Linked DNA regions of Canis lupus: region 2 is linked to region 1. A link is a contact called in public Hi-C data. All regions are on one chromosome and are shown on one strand. The core of a region is the stretch at or near the end of the contact, and the rest is flanking DNA. Distances in the headings are between cores, read along the strand shown. Region 1 overlaps HDAC9 (histone deacetylase 9). Region 2 holds the start of TWIST1 (twist-related protein 1).

Region 1 (6,207 bases), core at 1,228-3,727:
GTATAGTTCATTTTGCTGTGGTACCTGATTCATATTGCCCTGAAGAAGTTTAAATACTTCTTTTCATTTATGTTTAATACCTTTTGTAATTGTAAAGATCAATATAAAATATTTTAAAGTAATATATTTCACTTTAGTAGTAGTAGCTAGTAGGAAATTAATTGTTACTCTAGCTTAAACAAAGTAATACAGGAAGTTTACTGACATCTGGAAAATATAGGAAAAGCAGAGGCTCTTGTCAGAAAAAAAGATTCTGAGATAGCTAAAAGGAAAACTTAGGTTTTGAAATGATTTTCCAAAGTAATAAACTGTTTTCTCAGAAACAAAGACCTGCTTTAAAATGCCTTTTAAATTTAGGAAGCTTTTACTTTTTAAATCTTTTGTTTCATTTTACTTAACATTTTTTATGCTAAGAGTTGATGCTTTTAACATTCATTTGACTTTTATGTTTATAAGAAACAGTACATGAAGCTTTACTTATAGTAGCATTTTGAATCTTTGGCTTCTATAATCAACATCTGTTGAGTTTGATGCTATTATCCCATTTCTCTACCTAGTAAGCTGAGGCATAGAGAAATACTGAAACTTGCCCAAGACCACACAGCCAGTAGACAGTTGTTCCAAGGTTTGTAGCCTTGCCTTATCTGCCATCAAAGCTACCACATCATCCTCCCCGTGTCCTATATCAGAACATCTGAAACTGGGTGGTTGATGTTTTGTTTCTTTCTCTTTTTTTTCAATGGCATTCTGGCAATCTTCAGTAATGAATAATAACTATGGGAATTAAATTGTGTGCTTTTCTAGATTCCTAAAATAGATTAAATTTGATTGAAGCACTAAATCAATTCCACCAATCCCTGTAGCTGTATAGAATTAATACTTAAGGCAGGATTTAAGTACAGTTATAAATTCTTTTTTACAATGGAGTATCTAAAAACATCCAATAAGGGATTGATACATCAAAGCCAAAATGCCAAAGATTTCAATATGAAGAATAACTAGAAATGCTTCTAACCTTATCCTTCTAGGAAACGTGAGGCTATCAGGTTAGCATACAGAGTTGGCTTCCTTTTGCTCCAGAATGCCTCTGTTGCTATTCCACAAACCTTTTGGTTTTTCTCTCACTTTTTCAGCATAAATTTTAGGTACCTATCTAATATAAATAGCAAATTACACCAACTTTATTAGGATAGAGATCTAAAAATAGTAATGACAATTAAAATTAGTATGGTCCAAACTTTCAAACTAAATTTCATGTGCATTCTGAACATGTGTGATGGAGATTATTTCTCTTATGTATGAGGAACCAGGTGTTTGAGTAGTTTTGTAAGGTTTCATATCTAGTAGATTTCATATCTAGTATTCTCAGAGCCTAAGTAGAACTCAAAATCTTTAATTATTCCACAGTGAGCACATTTACTATTATTTGTAGGTATCTACTTCTGCATCTGAGGATAAATGGACTTGTCAACAGAGTTATTAAGAATCCTTCATGTTCATGTTACTCGTTGTTTGGAAGTGAAGTCAAGGGATTCAGACATACTGACAGTAGTTTGGTCAAAACAAAATCACTTCCATTAGTCTCAAATTTGAACGTTTTTTACAAACTGGATGAATGAACTAGGCTTCTGCTATATTGAGAGAAAGCCTTTTACAGATGTATAGCTTACATTAATCAGAACATTCTCTGTAATGTTTTGAAAAATTTTAAAAGATTTTATTTGTTTATTGGAGAGAAAGAGAGAGAGAGAGAGAGAGCACAAGCAGAGGTCAGAGGGAGAAGCAGACTCCCCACTAAGCAGGAAGCCCAACTCGACTCCGGGCTTGATCCCCAGACCCCGAGATCATGACCTGAGCTGAAGGCAGATGCTTAAGCAACGGAGCCAACCAGGCGCCCCAGGTTTTGAAATTTTTAACATTCATTCTGTTTCAGGTAGACTTCAGCCAAATTAACTGATTTCTCACCCTTCCTTTGGTTTATTTTTCATACCATTTCTCAGGATTGGAAATGAAGGTTTCAGTTGTTTATTTATAATTGGAGGGGCATGGTAGAACAGACTGCTAGGCCATTCTTGCCTTTGCCTATTGCATATATTTCAGGTGTACAAAGAGAAGCTACTCAGGGAACTAAAGAGTAGAGCAAATTTGGTAACGATTTTTGGTGGGGTGGCACAGGTAATGAAGCTACCTAAAAATTTGCTTATTGATGACTGAAGTCCATTTATGGCATTAGTTGTTTGTCTTTAGATTCAATAATTCACAAAAAAAAGTGAGTAAAAAATGTAAACTAAACAGAAACAAGTTCCAGAAGCTCCTAACAGTTTGATTTTGGTCAGTGATGACAATGAAGCCTAAAGAAATTGCACACTCTCATGTCTTTCTCTTCTCGCAAGTTGCAACAGGAACTTCTAGCCATAAAACAGCAACAAGAACTCCTAGAAAAGGAGCAGAAACTGGAGCAGCAGAGGCAAGAACAGGAAGTAGAGAGGCACCGCAGAGAACAGCAGCTTCCTCCTCTCAGAGGCAAAGATAGAGGACGAGAAAGTAAGAGGCACCAGGGTAAAAGATCAATCTCTTCCCTCATGTTTAGCTGATGTCATTCAGAATAAAGCCTGATAAGGAGTGAATTAAACTTATCGGAAAAAAAAAAAAGAAAGAAAAGAAACTTGTCAAAACTGGCTGCATTTAATTAAAAGAATAAACTAGGGACCCAAATACAAAGCGTTGACATTCACATCTCATCTCCCTGCATTCAGGCTGCACAGCGCCTCAGGAAGCAAACGGAGCATTGTTTGGCAAAGATAACTGATTTTTGTTGTTTCAAACCTTAAAAACAAGGTTCCATGAAAGCAACCTAGCCATGCTGTATTGTTTTATGATAGACTTACTCCTCATTTCCTCGCTAGACCTTCCACCTGCTCAAGTAATAATTGCTCTGTAAGTCAAGCCTTGCCTCCATCTAGTTTTTGAGTACCCAGACTTTGGGAAGATTTAAGGCAGAACATTTGTTGAAAAAAACTATCCACAAGAGGGAGACAGATCCAAATAATTCCCCTGTCTGAGGTCAGTTCAAAATCAGGATGTAGCAAGGTTTAAAATCAGATGACTTGAACTGGAACTGTCAGCAATATTTACATGCTTAATGCTCAAAAGAGTTTTTTAAAACACGAGTTTTTCAAACTAGCAATTCAGGAAAGATGACTGTATTGTGTTCAATCACTTCTATGGTCCCCTAAGACTCTTGATTTTTAAAAGACAATGTTTCATTCCTCATTTTCTTTAACCTTAAGAAAAAAAATAGTATTAATTTTGAGACTCCCCATTCTGCAGAAGCAATTAAAGAAATTATCAAAGGTCCTTTGAAAATTGGCGGTTTGAGCAGTAGTTATAAAACATTACTGTGCCATTCTCAAAAGCCCGTTTAGACTCTGGTTTCTCTTTTAGTAGGAAGCTTCCTATACAGTGACCAGTGGTATTACTTCTTAATTTTTGCTAAATGCTCCAGAGGCTTGAAAGAACAGAGCCCCAAATCAACATCTGTGTCTGTATGTGTGTGTTTCAGGGGCAGTGGCAAGTACAGAAGTAAAGCAGAAGCTTCAAGAATTCCTGTTGAGTAAATCAGCAACAAAAGACACTCCAACCAATGGAAAAAATCATTCCGTGAGCCGCCATCCCAAGCTCTGGTACACGTATGTTCAGTGTTTGGCCGTTTTTTTCCCCGGGGGGTCAAGAATATAGATTCTGTATTCAGCCAGCCTGGGCACAGACCTGGTGTCTGCCAATTCTCAGCTATGTGGCTGTGGACAGGCTCCTTGCATTCTCATCCTTCTCTTTGAAAAGATTATAATGATAGTACCTGCCCCTAGGGTTGCTGGAAAGGTCCTGTGAAATAATGTGGTAAAGCATGCAACAGAGAGCAGTGCTTAATAAATGTTAGCAAGTACCATCTCGAGGGCATGGAAGTAGATAGGTTTTTTGGTGAATGAATAACAGAAATGTGGGGTGGGGCATAGAAATTAGTTCCTATTTTGCATTTTTCTATTCTCAGATGGTGCATCTGATATCTTTACAATAATTTCTGAAGATTTGGCAGGTTGAGACTTTATTTTACTTGGCTCGATAGAAGGTGGAGATCTGAGCTATTTTTAAAAGACCAGAAGCTTTTCGACTTAAAAAAAAAAAAAAAAAAGGCAGGAAGACAAGGGAGGGAAGGGAAAGAGCATGAAGGCAACAAAGTAAAGCTAAGTCTTCAGGGACAAGTTTACCCCTGACCATCTGACTTCATTTCTTGCTACACTATGAGCCGAGCACACTGACTTCTCACACACAGGCTGACAACATAATACACAATATGATTACAGAAGTACAGAACCATGTTTCCCCAGGCCCAGTGAAGAGAACTATGAGATACACAGTTCTCCTTTCTGGAAAATATGAAGGATACCGTGTTTTTAAAAATTCGGACAAACCCTCATAGGCAAATATTTGGATAACAGGACTAATAGATAAGTTTTGATTCTCTGATGTTATACATTTACTGAATGACCATTAGATTTTACACTTAACTGTTTTTTCATTCCTCATGTCATCCAGGATAAGAGAATAAATACTTGATTACTCTATATTGAAGTTGTAAGCATCCCAGGAATTCTATTTGAAGAGTTATTATACTTCTAATTCTATTTTATAAGTATCTGCCCTTCTCAGCATCCATTGAAAAAGGGTAACTGAGGCAGATTCCAGTTATATAAGTACTTTTAAAATGTTTATGTAATTTCTATCAGGCATGTCAGTTGGCTTGAGAAGCCAGTCCCTGAAGAAAATGTTCAGATGTTCAGTTACCATCACAAAATATTTAGAAACAAATACCATTACTTAAAACCGCACACATAATTTATAACTGATTTGTATTCCTTCTAGGTTAAAGCTCATTTTAAGAAGAGACAATACCTTTTTTAAGTGGGAAACAACTATATGCAAAGCGTGTGTCAGCTGGAAGTTCTTTAGCTGTCCCCTTGGGTATATTTAACATGACTGTCAAATGTTACTTAGCAATCCTTTATTGTACTGAATTGAACTTCAGTAGGGGCCAACTCCAAACACTATAAATCATTCGTTTATGGAATCTGAACTTAATACCTTTTTTGCCAGTTAGGGCTAGATGAAGTGCCCTTAAACCATTTTTTGAGAATGTGTAATTCAAATAAATGATACTGGTAGAACCATCATCATGGTGGTGATCCCATGCCCTGTGCATTGTTTTCTTTGTGTATCATAGTTATGGGCGTCCATATCCACTGGATAATTTGCGTTCAGCCCTGAAAACTCTTCCTTGGTAATATAGCTGCCTCTCTTTCACTATATTTATGCAGGGAATAGAAAATATTTTTAAAAATCAGTTTCATGTTGAAGAAATATGTGAGTGCCAGCCTTTACCTTAGAAGTGCTATAGAAGTCAGGAGATCTGAGGCTGTTGACACTATCACTATAATAGAAAAGCCACCCTCTTATACTTTTATTTATTACCTAGCAATTTTTGAAAATGAAGTCCCTTCTACTTTTACTTTGACTATTCTATATTACTGACTAAAAAGGATTAGGATGATGACTTTTTCACTAGTATGATGCTTAAGAAAGCCTACATGGCCATCTCAGATGATCAAAACTCAGGCTCTTGGTGAATTCTCTTTTAGTGAATTAGCAAACTTCTATATAAGTAGGTGACCAGACACAACAGTGGTCATTCTTGGGAATCGTGCAACATTCTATAACATACTGCTAAAATGAACTTGGTTATATGAGACTATGGTTTGTACACACTAAAAAGAAAGAACATAAACACAGCTGAGACACGTGTACAGCATGTGCAACTGATTATTGCTGACCCACACACAGTAAAAACTCCAGAGCAAATGGTGAACCCTCTTTTTCTTTTGTAGGGCTGCCCACCACACGTCATTGGATCAAAGCTCTCCACCCCTGAGTGGGACATCTCCGTCCTACAAATACACATTACCAGGAGCACAGGATGCAAAGGATGATTTCCCCCTTCGAAAAACTGGTAAGTTGGTTTAGCAAGACTCCACTTGCTCTTCCATAATGTACCTGTAGTTTCATTTTGCCATGCCTCTAGAGGAAAGTCAAAGGATTTGCATCAGAGCTATTGTGCCCTCTCCACCCCTGTCCTTAGCATAAGCATATATGTGC
Region 2 (6,207 bases), core at 1,699-4,198, 500 kb after region 1:
GAAATAACCAGAATTAAATAAAATTCAAGCCCCATTTGTTTAACTGTTACTGTTTCACTTAACTTCGGATTTTGTATACCTGTAAGTAACCAGGGAAAAATTGTGTAATTTTGAATAAAATATATTTGCTAAAGAACTGACTGGAAAATGAAAGCTCTAGCACTTAAAATTGTAAGTGCTCTAGTAGTTACTGAAAGTTCAGGTGTTTTGTTTATTGTATTTCTCTCCATAGTTATATGTTCTTTATATATAAAGAAGGAGCATGCTTCTCGAATGGATAACATCAACATGGAAAAATATTCTTAACTTTGGCTTTTCTTTTAAGCAAACGTGACATAAATATCATTTTCATTCATGAAAAAAGAGGGAGGCAAATTACTTTGCAAGTGGAATTCTCTCTCCTGCTGAATTTAAACTTCATTCTTTTCTACGCATTCCTACTGATTTGTAAGTGTACAGATACAGATCATTTTAGTAACACTTTGGGCATCCTTTCAGTGCAATGAACGCTATTACTTAAAAGTCCTGACAAACAGTGGAGGGTAGAACAAAAAAATACAGTAACGAGAGAAAAATAGTCCTGGCTTCATATTGCTTATTTGCATTTAACTGTTTTACAGCTGCCTCCTCAAAATATAAGCAAGAGAAGTGAGTAACAAATTTCCTAAGTTTTTGCTTGTTTGGGGGGCCTGATAAGAGATGAAGGAGAGATGCTACAAAGTCCACTGAACACCAAACTGGAATAATAATAATAAAGCTGTCTTTCTAAATAACACGCCTGTGCCTGTCAGTAGCTAGTTTATTTGCGTTTTTCACTGCTTTGTTTATATTAGTGCCCCCTCCCTCCTGGGTGCCTCCAGAGTTAAACAAGCAGGTATTTACCTCCAACTTAATCCTGAGCTTTAAAAATATAGACCAAACTCTGAGGTTCTTAAAATTTTCAATCATATTTATTTATTGCAGAAAAATAATATACAAAGATATTTACAAAACAATCATAAAAATATGAATGCATTTAGACACCGGATCTATTTGCATTTTACCATGGGTCATCAATAAATAAATAGAATGTTGTTTTTTGTATTTTAAGTTTTTTTTTTTTCTCTCTCAGAGGAAGACTGTAAAGAGGGTTTAACTGACTGTGATTTTGCAAGTCAGTTAGATCCCCGTATTTTTATTTCTAAAGACGTTCTTAAAATTCCTCTGGTTGGTACCATTTTAAAATGGAGAAAGTCCATAATGATGCCTTTCCTTTCAGTGGCTGATTGGCACGACCTCTTGAGAATGCATGCATGAAAAAATAAAAATAAAAACATTCTTCGTCAAAAAAAAAAAAAAAAAAAAGGAACACAAACAACTGTTCAGACTTCTATCAGAATGTAGAGGTGTGAGGATGGTGCCGCTGCCCGTCTGGGAATCACTGTCCACGGGCCTGTCTCGCTTTCTCTTTTAAAAGTGCGCCCCACGCCCTGTTTCTTTGAATTTGGGTTCTGCTCTTCTAATTTCCAAGAAAATCTTTGGCATATATATTTATTTTTAGTTATCCAGCTCCAGAGTCTCTAGACTGTCCATTTTCTCCTTCTCTGGAAACAATGACATCTGCAAAAACCCAGAAGGGGGGGGGGGGTTGGAAAGTTGGTTATTGTTTAGGTCTTCGTGGCTGTTTTCTAAGACTAGCGAGCACTGTTCTTATCACCACTACTGAGAAATTACGCTGAACAACCTGGAAGGATTTCAGCCCAAGGGCAAGAGGAAGTGGGTGGCCGGAAAGAAGGAGGAGGTGGAATTTGGAAGCATTTGTTTTAAGGAGAACGAAAACTTAGAGCCAGAAGAAAGGGAGGCGCTGGCAACCAGACTTGCCCTTCCCCACGACCCTCGAGTGTCTCTCAAGTCCTCCCTCCTGTCCGACACGCACACTCACGCACACGCAGCACACCCGGCACGGGGCGCGTCCCCCTCACCCTAGCGGGGACCGACCTGCCTTTCAGGGACGCTCGGGGGAAGAGGTGGCGGTGCCAGGCTGGGTGGGAAGGCTGATGGGGGGGGGGCGGGGGACGACCTGGGCGGGGGGGGGGGGGCGCGGAGGAAGGCCAGGTGGGCCGGGAGCCGCGGCCCGGCCGTCCGTCTGACCGCCCGCCACCTGACCCGCGGAGGCGCCGGTCCTTACCTAGGTCTCCGGCCCTGCCGAGGGGGTGGGGAGCTCCGCCTGCTAGTGGGACGCGGACATGGACCAGGCCCCCTCCATCCTCCAGACCGAGAAGGCGTAGCTGAGCCGCTCGTGGGCCACATAGCTGCAGCTTGCCATCTTGGAGTCCAGCTCGTCGCTCTGGAGGACCTGGTAGAGGAAGTCGATGTACCTGGCCGCCAACTTGAGCGTCTGGATCTTGCTCAGCTTATCCGAGGGCAGCGTGGGGATGATCTTCCGCAGCGCGGCGAACGCCTCGTTGAGCGACTGCGTGCGCTGGCGCTCCCGCACGTTGGCCATGACCCGCTGCGTCTGCAGCTCCTCGTACGACTGCGGGCTCCCGCCGCCGCTGCTGCTGCCGCCGCCGCCGCCGCCGCCGCCGCCGCCCGCCCCGCCGCCGCCGCCGCCGCCGCCCGCAGATTTCTTGCCGCGCTTGCCCTGGGCCGGGCTGCCCGGCTCGTCGCCGCCTCCGACGCCCCCGCCCGCGGCCCCGCCGGGCCCCGCGCCGCCGCCCGCGCTGCGCCGGCTGCTGCGCCGCTTGCGCCCCCCGCGCTTGCCGCTCGGCGGCTGCTGCCGGTCCGGCTCCTCCTCGCTGTTGCTCAGGCTGTCGTCGGCCGGCGAGACTGGCGAGCTGGACACGTCCTGCATCATCTCTCAGGTGGCAGCGCGCGGCCTCGCAGGCCCGGGAAAGGGAGGACGGCGGGGAGCCTCAGCCCGCCAGCTTCCCCCGCGCGCGGCGCCGGCCCGGGCGGTGCGGCCGCCGAGGAAGGGGCGGGAGGAGGCCCGGGAGGCTCTCGGCGGGGCGGGGAGGGCGCGCGGGGGAGGCGGGGAGGGAGGCGGGAGGGGGAGGGGACGGTGTGGATGGCCCCGAGGTCCAAAAAGAAGCGCCCAGCGGCCGCACGCACGCCCGGCCCGGCCCGGCCCTGCCCTCGGAACCGCCGCCGGTGCCGGCGCGCCCGCGAGGTGTCTGGGAGTTGGACGAGAGCTGCAGCCTCGGAGGCTCTTATACCTCCGCGCGGGCGGAAAGCTTGGGGGCAGCGGTGTCATTGGCCTGACGTGGGGAGGAGGGACTTTTCCAAGTTTTATAGGAAAGTTTCCGCTTTCCAGGCCCCCCTGCCCTCCCACCCCCTTCCTCGTCCCCACCCCCACCCCCCTTTCCGCGGGGTCTAACAATTCGTTCTCCCAAACCATTCAAAGGCGACCTGGCTGCGGCGGCCGGCCCTCTGCCCGCCTCCCCGCCTCCCCGCCTCCCCTCCCCGCCCCGCCGCCCTCCCCCTTCCCGCCCCGCCGCCCTCCGCGGGCCGGCGCGGGGCGATTTCCTTCCGCGCCCGAGCGCGCGCGGGCCGCGCCCCCGCACCCGAGCGCAGCCCCGGAAGGCGGCCGGAGGGGACCTTTCGGCCGCGGTGTCAGTCCCTCCCGGAGTGGATGTGACAGCAGCGGCAGCTCCGGCTACAGCTTCTACGCAGTGGGTGATGCTTCATCTCGCCCCTGTACCCTCTAGGTCCGCGGGGGCCGCTTTGGGATGGCCGGGGCGGGGGCAGGGGCAAGAAAACTGGCAGCCGCGGAGCTCTCCTCCCTATAGCCAGGTGGACGGAGGGGCTCCCCACCTCCCCACCTCCCCACCCCCACACCCCGAGTTGCAAAGCCCAAACCACCGCGGCTGGCCCTGAGGTCGTGGGCGGTTTTTGAAGACGTGGCCGCGACTGCGGGGACTGCGGCTCGGTGCCCCGGCCTGCTCTCACCCCTCCCTCAGAAGCATCTGGGCCTTCCTTTATCCCGCCACAGCGACCCAAGCCTAAAGCCGCTTGCCACCCCAAAGACTTCACCTCCGACGGGGCTAAAAAGAGGAAGTTCGTTCTTTTCTCGGAAGTCAGCCCTGTCCTCGGAGAAAGCAGCGGGCCGGAGAGGGACAGCGCAGGGTCTTCGCTGCGGCCCGCGTCGCCTGAGCTGCCGGCCCAAGGTGGAGGACCCCGCGGCCGTGTCATCCCTACCGTACCCCCACATAAAGCCCCACATCGTGACCCCTAAAGGGAGGCTCGTAAGAGAGCGAGGTGGGGTTCAAGCCCACCCCCCACCCTCCACCCCGAACCCGCGCAGCTGCCCGTTGTGCGAGGCACCTTCTCCGCCCTTCAATCCTAGGAGCTGGAGTGGGCAGTTATGCTTCGGGTGACCCAAGCGCGGTCCAGTTACTGGGTGCTTTTATTATTTTAAGCAATTCTATCAACACGTTGACAACAACTAGCCCCCCCTCCCCCGCGAGTGGGGGTTGATGCACATTCTAGCAAATAGGAGGCAACAAAAGTCGGTGGGCTGGAAGGGAAGCCGCGTGGTTGAGAAACCCATCTTTGCAATGCCATGCTTGTTTCTCTCTCTCTCTCTCTTTTGGAACGAGTTGGGATAGAATAACCATTTCTTGTTCATCTGTTAAGTTGCAAAGCAAACGAGAGGTCAGGAACCGTATTCGGTTTTCAGAGGAGGGGGGAGGTCTGGGGGTGTGGAGGTTGTGTGCCCTTGTGCAGGCCGAGGTCCGCACACGCTGTCCCCAGACTGGAGTGTCAGACGGGAATTAACTCAGCGAAGGGCCCCATTCTGGGCCTGACCGAGGGTCGAGGCTGTGGGTGTCGGGAGGAGGAGGAAGCCCCCCCCCCCCCTCGGGGTACTAGAGGGCAGGCCAGGTGGCTGTGCCCCGCTGAGGCTCACAGTTTCAGTCCGGAAACCCCCGGGGGTCTGGAGTGCCTGGAACTGGCTGAAGGGCTCAGACTTCTGGGGGAAGTGAGGGCAAGAGGCGTCCCTCCCTCCCCCCCCCCCGTGGGGGGGGGCAACAAGGCTGTGCCTTCATGGGAGGGGCGACTTGCAGGATTTGGCTATCACCATTTTCACAAATATTCAGAAACAATGACCACAGCATGCCAACTGGCCTGCCTCGGGAGTCGCTGCGGTATTTTAAAATGAGATCCTGCCTGAAAATTAAGGATACCTTCACTTAACGGTCTGCAGGCAGGTATCCTTAAAACAAAGCGCACTGTGATAACTCACCCTTTTGTTTACATCTTCTGCCTTTAGGATTTTATCTCTCGGAAGCAGAGAATTCAGCCACACTCTACCAAGTGTTCTAAGTTGCCGATTATTCCACGATTTTTATTTGAAGGTGGCTGCGGAAATCTTGAAATTTTTCCACCTTTACCACGCTTTCTCTCTCTCTTTAAAGATCAATCTCATCTCTTAATTTTGTTTTTCTTTTCCCTTTAGTTGAATTCTTAAAACTAAGGAGATCGAATAATTGGGCTTTTTCCTTTGTGGCTACGGGTAGAGCAAGACAGGAAAGTGTGGGCAAAGTGTAAAGGGAAACCTTACCTGACCAAGGGGAGTTGGGATTGGGGAATGAAAACGAGGGCAGAGAAGCTGGAGGAGAAACCAAGTCCGCAGCAGCGCAGCAGCCAGGGATCATTAGCCAGCCGGACTTGCACAGTCATCAATCTCCAAGACTGGTTCTTAAACAAGTGAACCCAACCCTATTCTGGGCACTAAAACATAAACATAAAGGGGATGAGGAGCGCCTGGCCACTGGGTACCAGGGATCCCCAGGGCTGAGGCTCTGCTCTGGATGCCGGAATACTTACGAGGGGGTTTAAAATGAATGACCTAACCAGAACCATCACAGCATGGAATCTTCCTGACGGAGTCACAATGAATGACTTTAGTCCCGAGAAGAAATTTCTCTTGAACTCTTCCAAAAGAGTGGAGGGTGAGAATGAGAGGGATTTTGAGTGCCTAGCCTGATACTTTTTGAGCAGAAGGCTGTGGCTTGCCAAATGAATTACCTCTCAAAATGTTTGGGGCTTGATACTCCCTCCTTTGCAAACCGTAAATATTTCATGGCCGGATTGTCCCTCTCTGTTCATCAATAGCTATATCCTACCTAACATTTTGTCTAACAATTTTCTTGTCCACACTTGCTGGGAAAGCAGACTTAGTTTGAAAATCCTAATTTCAGGCTCTTAAAAACGGTCTTAGAAATTTCC

What was found. A called contact is a pair of places that touch in the nucleus more often than the background predicts.
Region 2: a contact with region 1 is called in a Hi-C map of skin fibroblasts, with 2.6 times the contacts expected there. The contact joins the promoter of TWIST1 here to the enhancer-like site in region 1. A contact is called at or near these places in 2 of 9 Hi-C or Micro-C datasets (amygdala and skin fibroblasts).

The regions. Positions count from the first base shown.
Region 1 is chr14:32,927,789-32,933,995 of UU_Cfam_GSD_1.0, forward strand. It overlaps HDAC9 (histone deacetylase 9), which reads left to right. Exons shown (of 27, transcript XM_038557033.1): 5 at 2,394-2,559; 6 at 3,563-3,689; 7 at 5,940-6,061. Among named protein-coding and RNA genes, the nearest start is that of HDAC9, 480 kb to the left of the region's middle. Within about 2 kb of position 2,478, at least 2 of the 20 cell types and tissues checked have an H3K27ac peak or open chromatin away from gene starts, as enhancers often do.
Region 2 is chr14:33,428,966-33,435,172 of UU_Cfam_GSD_1.0, forward strand. TWIST1 (twist-related protein 1) reads right to left here and starts at 2,949. Exons shown (of 2, transcript XM_038556383.1): 1 at 2,168-2,949; 2 at 928-1,599. The coding sequence starts at 2,836. The coding sequence ends at 2,210. LOC119866867 (a long non-coding RNA gene) reads left to right here. Exons shown (of 3, transcript XR_005369190.1): 3 at 621-760.